Linked DNA regions of Rattus norvegicus: region 1 is linked to region 2. The links are chromatin contacts, called in public Hi-C maps. All regions are on one chromosome and are shown on one strand. The core of a region is the stretch at or near the end of the contact, and the rest is flanking DNA. Distances in the headings are between cores, read along the strand shown.

The links. A called contact is a pair of places that touch in the nucleus more often than the background predicts.
Region 1: a contact with region 2 is called in a Hi-C map of the A7r5 cell line, with 8 times the contacts expected there. The contact joins two enhancer-like sites. A contact is called at or near these places in 7 of 12 Hi-C or Micro-C datasets (the A7r5 cell line, frontal cortex, hepatocytes and 3 more).

The regions. Positions count from the first base shown.
Region 1 is chr4:169,800,551-169,807,343 of GRCr8, forward strand. Fam234b (family with sequence similarity 234, member B) reads left to right here. Exons shown (of 13, transcript NM_001108652.1): 5 at 1-16; 6 at 6,191-6,338; 7 at 6,665-6,793. Among named protein-coding and RNA genes, the nearest start is that of Fam234b, 24 kb to the left of the region's middle. Within about 2 kb of position 3,256, at least 17 of the 93 cell types and tissues checked have an H3K27ac peak or open chromatin away from gene starts, as enhancers often do.
Region 2 is chr4:169,659,021-169,665,938 of GRCr8, forward strand. No RefSeq gene overlaps it. Among named protein-coding and RNA genes, the nearest start is that of Gprc5d, 24 kb to the right of the region's middle. Within about 2 kb of position 2,726, at least 6 of the 93 cell types and tissues checked have an H3K27ac peak or open chromatin away from gene starts, as enhancers often do.

The sequences.
Region 1 (6,793 bases), core at 2,006-4,505, 140 kb after region 2:
CATTGGAGAGTTGCAGGTACGATCGGTCTCTAGTGATGGTCACTGTAAGTGCCGCGTAGGCCTTGTTGTTGCAATGGCTTAGGCTGAAGTAGATTCTCTTGGTGAGGGGTAAGTGAACCAAGAAAACTCTAAGTTCATTTCCTATGATACACGGTGGTTCTGAGGACTGTGGTTTAGGAGTGCACTGGAGTGGACAGATGGCTTGTGTGTGAATTCCTTCTATACCACTCTGTAGCTCTGTGGCCCAGGGCAAGTTGTACCCTATCCATGCACGAGTTCCTTCACACGTCTACAAGAGAAAGTTCATCTTTCCCTGGAGGCCGCTTATGAAAATGAAAGCTAACAAATAAAGTCCTAAAACACTGCGTATTTTCTACTCTGTAAACGTAACGTTAGTTTTACTATACGTATTTAAAGTTTACTTCAATTGTAAAGCAGGGTGGATGGACAGAAGGCTCATAAGACGTAAGTTTGGATAAAACTTAGTTTGGTAGCGTGATGGCTTAGCACCCATGAAGCCCTTGTTTGGTCCCCTGCAATGCATAAATCAGGTGTGGTGGAGATACTCCTGCACTCAGAAGCTCTAGGTCATCTGTGACAACATAGTAAGCTTGAGACTAGCCTGACACGTGTGTGGGGAGACCCCCAACAGCAGCAACAACAACAGCAGCAGCAGCAACAACAACAACATCATCACAAGCAAATGCTTCACCCTTGTAATCGCAGCACACAAGAGGTTTGAAAGTTCCAGGTGAGCCTGGGTTGCACAATGAGACCTGTCTAAACTTGTAGCTTGTGGTTTTAAACATCCGTACCACCTTTTCCTTCATTGGACTGAGCTCTGGCCACTCCCTGCTTTCCTTTTGCTTTACCCAGCTTAGCTCCAGGATCTGCTGCCACCAGCCCTAACCTGGACACACACACACACACACACACACACACACACACACACACCACACACACATACACACACACACACACACACACACACACACACACACAGAGCTCTGGTACCTTTTAATTTGCCTACTAGGCATAATTGCTGGGCACGGATCACTCCTGCCTAGAAAAGTGTGCCCTTACCAATTTATTATCTCCATTTTCCTCCTGCACCAAATGTAGTGGCTCGTTCCACCTAGTCCCTGCAAACATCTTTGGCCATCTTCCCATAGTGGAGGCCACAGGCCCTAGCTGCCCCCTGGGGCCTTACATGATTGCTGTGTTCTTCTTCCAAAGTACGACAGATCTGCCACTTTCCTTCCTTGTGTTGTCTCCTTTTCCTCCTGGGATCTGGAAGTCCCACCTGTACCTTCCCCACCCCTCCTCTCCCGCCCCTCCTCCCCACCTTCTTTATTGACACATCAAGAACCAATTGATGAGTGGAATTTTAACATCAGGACCTCCCTCTACATAAACTAACCAGACTAAAATCCTTTCTGATTCATCAAGGACCAAAGGGAGTGCCAGAAGAAGACAGATTTTCAGTGTGGATGTGGTAGCTCATATTTATAATTCTAGCACTTGGAAGCTGAGGCAGGAGAATTGTTGTAAGTGCAAGGACAGCCTGGTCTACTTAATATGTTCTAGTCTGTCCAGTATACCACAGTGATGCAATGCCTTGATTTCCTCCCTTCCCCCTCAAGAAAGATGAACTTTGATTCCAGCACAGTGACCTCATAAGTCACAGTTCAGACGTTGTGGAGCAGCCGCTTGGTACACAGACGAAATAAAAGACCTTTTCCCCAGTCTCAGAGAAGATCAAATTAATGAGCAGTTATCTCAATTAAAATTTTGTTTGTTCTTTTGAGACAGGCTCTTACTATGTAGCCCCAGCTGGCCTCAAACTCACCTAGATTCACCTGCCTCTGTCTCCCAAAGGACTAGGAGTAAGGTATGTGCCACCGTGACTGGCTTGCAATTTAAATTCAAGCTATATGCAGCTGGGTGGTTGCGGTGCACATCTTTAATCCAAGCACTCGGGAGGCAAAGGCAGGCAGATCTCTGTGAGTTGAAGGCAGCCTGGTCTACAGATTGAGTTCAAAGACAGCCAGGACTATACAGAGAAACCCTGTCTTAGAAAAAACAAACAAACAAAAGGGGGACTGTATATATTTTATTGTATATATGGATGCTTTACCTCCATATATGTCTTTGTACCACTTGTGTGCCTGGTGCTTTTGGAGAGGAGAAGTGGGCACCGGATCCCCTGGGACTGGATTTATCGACATTTGCGAGCCACCATATGGTTGCTGGGAACCAAACTCAAGTCCCCTGCAGAAAAACCCATCTTTGCTGGTCCCGCCTTTCTTACTTTAAAGATCAATATCACTGGCTCAGTCTGTTTTATTTTTATTTTTGAGACAGGGTCTCCTTTTGTCCCCCTGCCTCAGATTCAGATTTGCCTGCCTCGGCTAAGTCATTGACCTGATATAGGAATTATTCACATAGAGTTTTATTTTAAATAATTAATTTCTATGTACGAGAGCCCTGTCTGCTAGTACACCTGCATGCTGGAAGAGGGCGTCAGATCCTGTTGTTGGAGAATTGAACTCAGTACCTTTGGAGCGGCTGAGCTATCTCACCAGCCACCTCACACAGCGTTTTTAAACTTTGTATCCTAGCCAGTATTCAACGTGGGGGTGGAAGGACTTTGTTCCTGCTATAGGACGTGATTTTCTGAAGGCGTGAGAGTGTGGGAAACTGCTTTCTGACGGAACCCAGTTCTCATAGCCCAGCAGGCCTCATTCTTGTGCATCAGCACATTTGGAGATCTCGGTTCTTTTGTTTGAGATTTTGGGGGACAGAGTCTCACTGTTATCTCAGGCTTGCCTTAGTCTTCTGATAAGTTTCCCTAATACTGGAATTTCAGGTCTATACCACCAGGAGTAGCAGAAATTCTAGTCTCAATGCCCCGTCTGCTTCTTATGCCCGGGAATGTGAAGGGCGGTGGGCTAGGCTTTTGAGACTCTCCACACTACAGGGCCCTTGTGAGAGGAATCAGCTCGCCTGCTCTTAACTCTGACCCTACCTGTCTGTTGGTCAGCTGTCCTCACAGAGTTTACTCATTTGAGCAGTAGTATGCAGATGATATAAGAGTCTCCATGTTGCCTGAAAGTGACAGTTACGGGATGTTCCGAGAGAGCAGATGGATTTAGGCCGTGCCTACTGCCCGCTTCTGCCTTGATTACAGGCAATGAGTGGGAGGAGCTGTGTGAGGCACAGACATAGAAAGGGAATACATTTAGGACTGTGACTTAAGAGTAGACGAGTCCTTAGGTCTGGGAGGGGTATGAGCTGAACCTGGCAGAAGAGCCTGCTTCGGTACGTGGGGACCAGTCTGGTCCAGAATGTTATGGAGAAGGGACCTGAGAAGCCTGTAGCCATTGCAGTCACACTGTGTGTCGGTGTGAATGTGAGCCCAGACCCATGGCCCTGTGTGTCCTTCTCACGCCCCAGGCTAACGCTAATGGCACTGATGTGTGAGCCCCCTTGCATTGCTAATCAGCTCGTGGGCTGCAGTGTTGGTGGAGGAGTTTATGCTCCCAGCCTCCATTCAGAGTTCCACTTCACAGTTCCCATTTGGCATCTTGGAGTGAATCGATCTCCATCTAGCTCAAACCCAGGGACTGCCTGACCCCACTAAGTCAGTTACTCCAAAGGCTAAGTATCCATTGCTGACACAGTCTCCTCAGAGACAGGGTGCTCCTCTTCCCCTGAACCCCATCTGCCCATAGGTTCTTTAACATCCGCAAAGAGCTCTGTTCATGGTTACCTCCACCCGAGGATACCATTACTTCTTTTAATGCAGATTCAATTTCTGTTCGTAGCTGAAGACTTTCTAACATTTGCTCCTGGCTTATAGTCACCAAATGAGCTCCTCTCTTTTCATTAATCAATGTCTCAGTCAGGGTTCCGTTGCAGTGAAGAGACATCACGGCCAGGGTAACTCTCGTGAGGTCAACCTTTAATTGGGGCTGGCTTTAGGTTCAGAGGTCCAGCCCATTATCACCAAGGCAGGAGCATGACAGTGTCCAGGCAGGCATGGCAAGGGAGGAGCTAAGAACCCCACATCTTGATCTGAAGCTCACTAGAAGATGGATTCCCTCAGGCAGCTAGGAGGGGAGGGTCTCAAAGCCCACCCCCATCATGACACACTTCCTCCAACAAGGTCACACTTGCTAATAGTGCCACACCCTGGGCTAAGCATATTGAAACCACCATAACCAATTAATTGGTAAAATGATTTCTTCCTATAATTTTGATTCATCTTCCAACCTAAGGCCCTTTAGAGCATTAAGTTTGCTATATAGTGTTTTAGCTGTGCTATATGCTTACTCTAGTGATGTAGTCTTTGACAGGATGTTTTAGGACATACAAGAGCAGAGTGCTATGACCTTCCCCTAAAATCTCCCCTCTGGTATTGACAGAATAAGTCATTTTTGATGCGTGTGCTGAAAACCACACTGGTCTATCTTTTCTATAAGAATTCATAATTATAAACCTTGTCAAGCACTTTATCGAGGGTCTGGGGCAGTGACTCAGTGGTTGTGCTTGCCTCTCTTTCAGGGCACTGGAGCCTGGTACCCAACCCTTGCGTCACATGACTCTCAGCTGCCTGTAGCTTCCCTTCATGGGGATCGAATGCCCCCTTCTGGGCTCTAAGGGCACCTGCTCACACACAGCATATACTACCCGTGTGCACATGCGCGCGCATGCACACACACACACACACACACACACACACACACACACACACACAAAATAATGGAGAAACAGAGTCTTTAGAGCTCAGGCTAATAAGCTGTGGCCAGTGGGTTAAGTTCGTCCCACTGTTGGTTTTCCCACATAAATTTTTGTTGGAGCATAGTCATTTCCTGTTCTCCCTGTGACAGACTCATGCCAGGAGAACAGTAGAAAGCAGTTGCTACTGAGACCTCACCACTGGAGAGGCCTACAATATCCACCAGCTGGCCATTTGCAGAGAAGTGTTACTGATTTCCAGAGCGAACTTGACAGTGGCCAGGCCAGACATGTGACGTTGTAGGAGAATTCTGTGGGCTGATACAGGGGCACACCAGTGTGTTAGCCACTGCTGAGATCTAATACCTGGCAAAGTCATCTGAGGGGAGGAAGGTTTCACCGTGTCTTACAGTGTCAAGAGCCAGGATGCGGGGAAGGCATGGTGGGGGCAGCAGAAGCTGAGGCACTGTCACATTGTATCCACAGTCAGGAAGCAGGGAAGTCCATGCTCACTCCTTTCTTTCTATTGCAACTAAATTTCATTTATGTGTGTGCATGTGTTTGTATGTATGTCTGTATGAGTCTTTGTGCACACATGTGTGTATGTGAGTGTCCTTGGGAGGCAGATGAGTTTTGATCCCAGAGCCAGAGTTGCAGGGATTCATAAGCTGCCTGACTTCAGTCCTGGGATCGGAACACCGGTCCTCATGGTTGAACAACAAGTACTTACAACAGCCTTCTCCGTAGGCCCTGATTTTTTTTTTTTTTTTAATTTTTGTTCAGTTAAGACCCCAAGCTGATAGGATGAAGCTGCCCACATCTAGATTTGGTCTTCCTACTTGATTAAACTTTCTAGCTGGAGAGATGGCTCAGTGGTTAAGAGCACTGACTACTCTTCCAGAGGTCCTGAGTTCAATTCCCAGCAACCACATGGTGGCTCACAACCAACTGTAATGGGATCCGATGCCCTCTTCTGGTGAGTCTGAAGACTGCGACAGAGTAGTCATATACATAAACAAACAAATCCTAAAAACAGGATACTTAAGATAAATATTTTTAAAAAAAAGAAAAAGAAAAAAGCTTTCTAGAAACATCTTCAGAGACACCCAGAGCTGTGTTTCCTTGGGGATTCTAACTCCTCTCAAGCTGGTCATTCGGATCTCTCTGGTAAAAACTGGTTATTGAGTAAAGACCCTCCCTTGTATCAGCATCGTATATTTAACTCTCCATCTTTAGGCGATGACACAGTCGATGACCACTGTGATTCCTCATCTGAGGAATCTTAGATACTCTTCATACACATCTAATCGGGAGTATGCATTCGCCCCGGTTCTTATCTCCGGGGGAATGAGCAAGCACGTTAGGCTTCGTGCTCTCCAACCACTTAGCTCATGAAGCCTTCGGAAATGAAAGGCTCTATTAATACGGCTCCTTTCTTTTACTTCTTCAGCCAGATCTGTGTTTCCTGCTCGTATCTGGCCGAACAGGGAGTCCCGTGGGCCGACCTGTGAAGTATAACATCGTGGGAGTGGGGAATCTGATTGGTCCCCAGGTTTACATCACCGCCAGTGGAGCTGTCTACATCCTGTTTGGCTTTGGTAAGAAGCAAGGCTGGCTTTGGCTTCTGCTCCCCTGGTGTAGGTGTCCTGGCTCCTGTGAGACAGGGGCTGCTGGCGTTGGCTCTTTTCCGTCTCCATTATAGGGCCTGTCCCCTACTGCAGGTCATGAACTCTGCCTCCCCTTGATGCGGTCTCTGGAGAGGGACAACCAGCATCAGCTTGATCACTTTCCCATCACTCCAAGTGGGACCGCACTGGGGTGGGATCCGCCCTGTGTCCCCTGCCCAGAACCCCACCCTGGGAGATAGCCTGGGCGAGTTCTTTTAAACCCAGCTTCTCAGTGTTGGCTCTTCCTGTGGCACTAGGAAACATACAAGCCGTCGCCCTGCGGGACATTTTTGTTCAGGCCCAAAACCGAGACAGCTCACCACCCTCTCTGCAGATAGAAGAGCCCGAATGGGAGAAGCACAGATCTGTCAACCTTTCTGAGCTCA
Region 2 (6,918 bases), core at 1,476-3,975:
AACCTCTGTGTAGCCCACACTGGATTGGAACTCATGATCCTCCTGCCTCAGCATCTTGAATGCAGGGGTTGTAAGTGTCCGTCTGTCCATGGGGTCTTTAGTGTCCCTTAGGAGAGCAGACACATGCCAGGTGGTGGTGGCTCACTCCTTTAATCCCAGCACTTGGGAGGCAGAGACAGGCAGATCTCTGAGTTCAAGACCAGCCTGTTCTACAGAGTAAGTTCCAGGATATCCAGAGAGAGGAGGAGGAAAGGGAGAGAGAGAGGGAGAGGGAGAGGGAGAGGGAGAGGGAGAGGGAGGGGGAGGGGGAGGGAGGGAGAGCACATAGATCATCAGCAGAAAACCCTTACACATCATTATGGGGTTGCAGTGACTTGCCCTGAGGTGCTGTCACTGCAGCATGCATTCTAAACCCCCAGATCCAGCAACAGGCAATAAAATGAACCTTGTTTTAGCTGGGCATGTGGCACATGCTTATAACCCCAGTACTAAGAAACTGACACCAGAAGGCTGTCACAAATCTTTGAGGCCTATTTGGGATGCAGAAGATGCTTCCCTCCCCACTCTTATAAGAAAAACAGATGGGGCAATCTCAGCCTTTCTGAGGTAGAGTTCAAAGCCAGCCTTGGGCCATGTAGTAAGTATAAGTTCAAGGCCAGCCTGGGTTACACAAGACCCCCTTTCCCACTCACCCCCACAAGAGAAGAACCAGTTTAGAACATGAAGCTTTAGTAGGCTTGGTGGTGTGCACCTGTAATCTTAGTACCCAGGAGATACAGAAAGATCAAGAGCTCAAGGTCATCTTTGGCTACTTGGTGAGCTTAGGTTCAGCCTGGGCTACACAAGAAATTGTCTCTAATTAAACAAATGAAATAGAAGAAGGAGAAGAGAAGACTCCAGGGAGAGGGACAGGGACAGGGACAGGGACAGGGAGGAGACAACGCTTTAATGGGATCCATTACCGCACATGCAACCAACCCCCCTTGCTCCCAGCTGCTTCCCTCTCTGGTTAGCTCCATACAGTGATGTACTGTTTCTGCGGATTTGTCAAAGCACCATGATTAGATATTATCCATGATTAGATATCATGTTGCCATGATTCCCACGAATGCCCTGGGCTGGTGCTTTCTGAGCATCAACAGTGGCAGGGCCTTACCAGGACACACTGGAAGCCATAGTCCAGCTTCTGACTGAAGACTGGTTAATCTGAAGTCACCAATGAGCAGAGCTGAGAGCCTGGTCAGTCTCATGGGCATACTAAGCAAACATGGAGCGATTGGCCCCAGATTTGATGTGCAGCTCAAAGACTGAGGAAAATGGCAGAATACTCTTCTTCCATCCTGTCAGCCTGACTTTGTTACTGACAACGTCAACTGGCATCATGGACCATGAAGAAGCAAGATAAAAACGCATAGGAAGGGCGCTGGAGAAATGGCTCAGAGGTTAAGAGCATTGGTTGATCTTCTAGAGGACCTGGGTTTCCCAACACTCACACAATGGCTCACAATTATCTGTTAATTCCAGTTTCAGGGGATCCCATAATCTCTCTGGTCTCCTTGGGCACCGCATACACATGCTACATACCTATACATGCCTGCTACCATATACCCCCAAATACCCTCACAAGTGAAATTAAAAAGGAAACCACATAGGATGGAAATCCTGGGTTCTTTTTCTACCAAGGTAACCATTGCCAAAATAGATAAATAAATAAAATACTCCAGGAGAAGAAAGGATGATTCTAGAGGGTTTTTTTTCTCACAAGAAACTGAAATAGAACAGGCACATGTTGATCTTAGTATGATGTCTGTAAGACAGAGATAAAGGCAAGAATAAGGCAGAGTTAAAAGTTAATAGTGGCGGGGTGTGGTGCCCATGCCTTTAATCCCAGCACTAGGGTTCAAGGCCAGCCTGGCCTACAGGGTGAGCTCCAGGACAGCCAGGACTGTTTCACAGAGAAACTGTGTCTCAGGGGGAAAAAAAATGAAACAGTTAAACATTTGAGGGCCAGTGAGATGGCTCAGCAGGTAAAGGTGTTTGCTGTTAAACTTCACGCCCCAAGTTAAATCTCCGGAACACACGTGGTGGAAGGAGAGACCTGACTCCAGCAAGCTGTCCCCTGACCCCCACATGTGTTTGTGTCACACAGGTTCACGTGCACATACACAACACAGCATCCATGTGAGAAAGCAAGGGTGAGGGGCTGGTCTCTCATGGATTGCCTGTGAAGGCGCTTGACTAATGTCTTATCAATCACTCGGCCCAAAATAAAACATGTATCACATTGCCAACATGACAACATGCTGGAAAAAAAATAAAATCAGAGCACTGACACATTGCAACAAAGTTAGATGTCAGTTTAATATATGTAAATGTATTCATGGTCTCCAATAGTTACATAAACATATGTTAGAAAAACATTGGTTAAAAAAACAAAAAAACAAAAAAACCCCAACCCTAATGGTTTTAGATGTCTTTGAGCCAGTGCTGAGACTGTGTGACCTGAGCACTCCTGGTACCATTGGGAAGTCTAGGCCAAGGTATGTGCTGGTCCCTCTGACTGGGGGCGTGGCCATTACCGTACACCGAATATCAACTCCACTGATTTGCATCTCATTTGCATATGGGGGCTGTTTTTAGAATTCCAGGGTGCACAGCATGGCAGACGGGGCGGGAAACAGTGGATCGGAGAGGAGAGGAGAGAATGCCGTGGGCACGCCGCCGTCATCACAGACAACGCTTACTATGTGCTGTGTGCTTATTCACACAGGCTCTGCTTAATGTACACTAGTTGTGTAAATGAATGTACGGGAATGCTCTGGGCACACCCACCCCTACACACAGACCTGAAACACCAGCAGACTGAGTTATGTCCACCAAGGCGAAGCTGCCAGGCAGTGGGGCTGGCAGTCAGGGTAGGTGGGCCAGCTCGGACCTGGGATTGACAGCAGTGTGCTGCTTCCCGACGATCTCTGCAGAGCAGGTACCCCGTGGCTAACCGTGTTCGGGAGGCTAAGTCTAAAGCAGCTTCCTGTGAAGTTGAGCTTCTCTCTTGCTAGCCAGGGGTGTTCAAGTTGAGCGATGCTATGGTGGGGCTGTCGTGGGGTTCTGTGTTTGGTAATGACAGACTAGGGAGACTCAAAAGGTCTCAGAGCTCTTAGAGTTTGTAGGTCTGGCTTGTTAGGGTGGATAATATCTAATTAAACTAACAGGATCCAGATCACCTAAGACACAGACATTACCCAGCCCAGGCTGGCCTGAAGCTCAAAGGCCTTTTGTTTCAACACAGTGCTGGGATGTCAATGTGCACGCACTGCTCTATGCCTGGCGCGCGCTCTCTCTCTCTTTCTCTCTCTTTCTCTCTCTCTCTCTCTCTCAAGATTTACTTATTTTATATATATAAGTACACTGTCACTGTCTACAGACGCACCAGAGGAGGGCATCAGATCTCATTACAGATGGTTGTGAGCCACCATGTGGTTGCTGGGAATTGAACTCAGGACCTCTGGAAGAGCAGTCAGCGCTCTTAACCCCTGAGCCATCCCTCCAGCCCCACTATTTCTCATATTTGAAGCTTACTACCATGTCACTAAACCAGACCCATCTTCACCTATGCCAATTAAAACAAATCATGGGTTTTTCAAAGGAGAAAGTTTATTCCGGGATTAGAGGGGTGGCTCAGCGGTTAAAACCCAGAGGACCCAGGTTTGTTTCCCAGCACCCACATGGAGGCTCATAACTACATGGACCTCAGGTTCCAGGGGATCTGACACCCTCTTCTTGTCTCCTTGGACACCAGGCATACATGTGATGCACATATATTCACGCACCCATACATATAAAATAAGTCATCTTTTAAGAGGCCAACTTATTCACAAAGTGGCTGTGTGTGTGAAGACGGGTCTCAGATCCACCTGTGCAGGAGAGAATTGGGCGTGTTTACATGATAAAGAAGCAGGGTGGGTCAGGAATGGGGGCTCATGCCTGTGACCACAGGATTCTAGAGGCAGAGGCAGGAGGATTTCATGAGTATTAGATTACTCACAGCTATAGTTTGATGCGTGTGCGTGCACGCATGCATGCATGTGTGTGTGTGTACGCATGTGTGTGTCTGCATATGTGTGTGCCTCTGCATATGCATGCATGTCCATGTCAAATGTCATTCACTTTATAATTTAAAACATTTTGATTACTTTATTTACTTTTGTGTGTGGTCATGAGTGGCCTGAGGTGTGGGGAAAGGTGGTGAAAGTCAGAGGTGAAGCAGCCTGCAGTCTGCATGGATGTGTCCAGTCTTTACAGCTCTTTACAGAATGCATGCTCTGAGCATGGCAGTGCAGGTGACTGTGGAGGTGCGGACCTTTGATCCCAGCATTGGGAAGGTACAGGAGGGCAGCTTTCTTTGAGTTTAAGCTCCCCAATTCCAGGTCAGACAAGGCTACATATTGAGATGCTGTCTGAAGGAGAAGAAGGAGAAGAAGAAGGAGGAGGAGGGAGAAGAGGAGGGGGGAGGAGGAGGAGGAGGGAGAAGAAGAAGAAGAAGAAGAAGAAGAAGAAGAAGAAGAAGGAGGAGGATGAGGATGAGGAGGAGGAGGAGGAGGAGGAGGAAGGCAGGGGGAGAGGGAAGGGGAGGAGCAGCAGTATGGTGATATTCTTGGCCCACACTCTCTCAGCCCAAAGGGAAGAGCCAATGTTTTCAACAAAAGTAGTTTTGGAGTCCTTGAAAGGCAACCAAGGTAACTGACTGTCACCGTCATGATTCATGTGTCAGAGGCATCACATACAGCATAGCTGGTGGGAGACTGACATTCTACTGCTCAGCTGCGTGATTGCTGTGATTCAAGTCCTGATGATTAAAGTCAACTGAATTCAAGGAACTAACAGCAGATTCAGCTGGAGGGTTTTTCCAGATTTCCCTAGTTGTTCATAAAGGGGTTGTCTGGTTCTATTATCTTTTATTTTGTGTATGTTCCTCTCTCTCTCTCTCTCTCTCTCTCTCTCTCTCTCTCTCTCTCTCTCTCTCTCTCTCTGTGTGTGTGTGTGTGTGTGTGTGTGTGTATACACCATAGTACACATGTGCAGGTCAGAGAACAACTTTCAGGAATCAGATCTCTCCTTTCACCAGGTGGATTACAAGGATCAAGTTCTGTCTGTCAGGCTTGGAGTCCAAACATTACCCTCTGAGCTATCAGTCTGTCCCTAGAAAATACCATTTTTGAAGTACAGAGCGCTGTTTCATGGGGCCAGTAGAGATGGATGGTTCAGCAGTAAAGAGCATTTGGCTGCTCTTCCAGAGGATTTAGGATTGATTTCCAGCACCCATATGCAGCTCAGAACCATCTGCAACTCCAGTTCCAGGGTATCTGATACCTTTCATGGATACCAGGCACACATGTAACAAGTAAGCGTGCATTGGGGCAAAACACACACACATATGATAGTTCTATGTCAACTTGACACAAACTGAAGTCATTTGAAAGAAGGGAACTTAAATTGAGAAAATTCCTCCATAAGATCAGCTTGTAGGCACTTGTATAGGGTATTTTCTTAATTAGTGCTTGGTGGGGGAGGTCCCAGCCTGTTGTAGGTGGGCCATCCTGGGCTGATAATCTTGGGTTCTAGAAGAAAGCAAGTTAAGAAGCCATGATGAGCAAGTCAGCAGCCCTCTGTGGCCTCTGCATCAGTTTCTGCCTCCAGGTTCCTGCCCTGTTTGAGTTCCTGCCTTGATTTCCCTCGGGGATCGACTGTCACCTGGAAATATAAGCTGAAATAGAGCTCCTCCCCAGTTTCCTCCCCAAACTGTCTTGGCCGTGCTGGTTCAGCGCAGCGATAGAAACCTAAATGAAAACAACACACATAAAACAAAATAGGATAAAAGGCCGCTCCATGCTTCTTTGAGGGTGACTAATTACATAAAAAGAAACCCTATGATTTATGTCAGGAAGCAAAATACAAAAGGGCTGTGGGCTGAATTTGTGTAGCAGGAGTTTAATCATCTTCACAGGCCCATGAAGGCTGGGACGCTAGAGTAGGGATCCAGTTTGACCTCATTTGCTGAGGAAGGAGGGACCTAAGACTGTCCAGGGCCGTCGGGAGTGGAGGTGGGGGTTGGGGGGGAAGTGGGCGGCATGGGGGTGGGGGTGGGGGCGCCAGCTGTTCAGCAGCAGGAAAAGCTCTGAAACCAGCGACCTGGCAAAGTCATCAAGAGAAAGTATGTTAGGATGAAGTTTGACTCAGTAGAATTTTTGGGACGATACTAAGTTACAATTCCCAGAGTTTTGTCTGTGAAAGTGGGTGGTGTTCATACTACAGAAAGACCCCAAATCATGGCCAAATTAATTAAAGCAAGCTGTATCTGTGTACAGGGGCTGTCTCCCCAAAGACGGGGTTCAAGGGATCACCACGGGACACGGGGAAGATAAAGCTTTTATAGTTCAGGAGTGGGGTTCACAAAAGAAGAGCATAAGCATACCCAGTTGGTTGTAGCAATCTTCTGAAGCAAAGATATTGTTGCGAGATGGTAGAACAACAGGCCAGAGCGAGCTGCTCATAGCAACCTTTTGAAACAAAGGTCTGGTGGCGGCTCCTGGAACAGGCCGTACAGGAGCATTTGTAGTTAAGACTCTGGTGGGGGGCATATAGCCCCATCCCTGAGAAACAGATTTAACCATAAAAAGGAGTGAACCTTTAAAGGTTGTCTTTACTATACGAGGGCTGTTAAGCCCAAGATGGAGTCAGGAAGGCTAATTTATCAGTGAGTTGAACTGTAATATACCACGGAGGCTTTACCTCCTAAGTGTTACCCACTCTTCCAAATTGTCGCCCCTAGACAGGAACCAAGCATGTGTGGAACATTTCACATTCAAGTCGCAGGCAGGATCTCACTCTGCAGTTCACACTGGTCTGGAATGAACCATG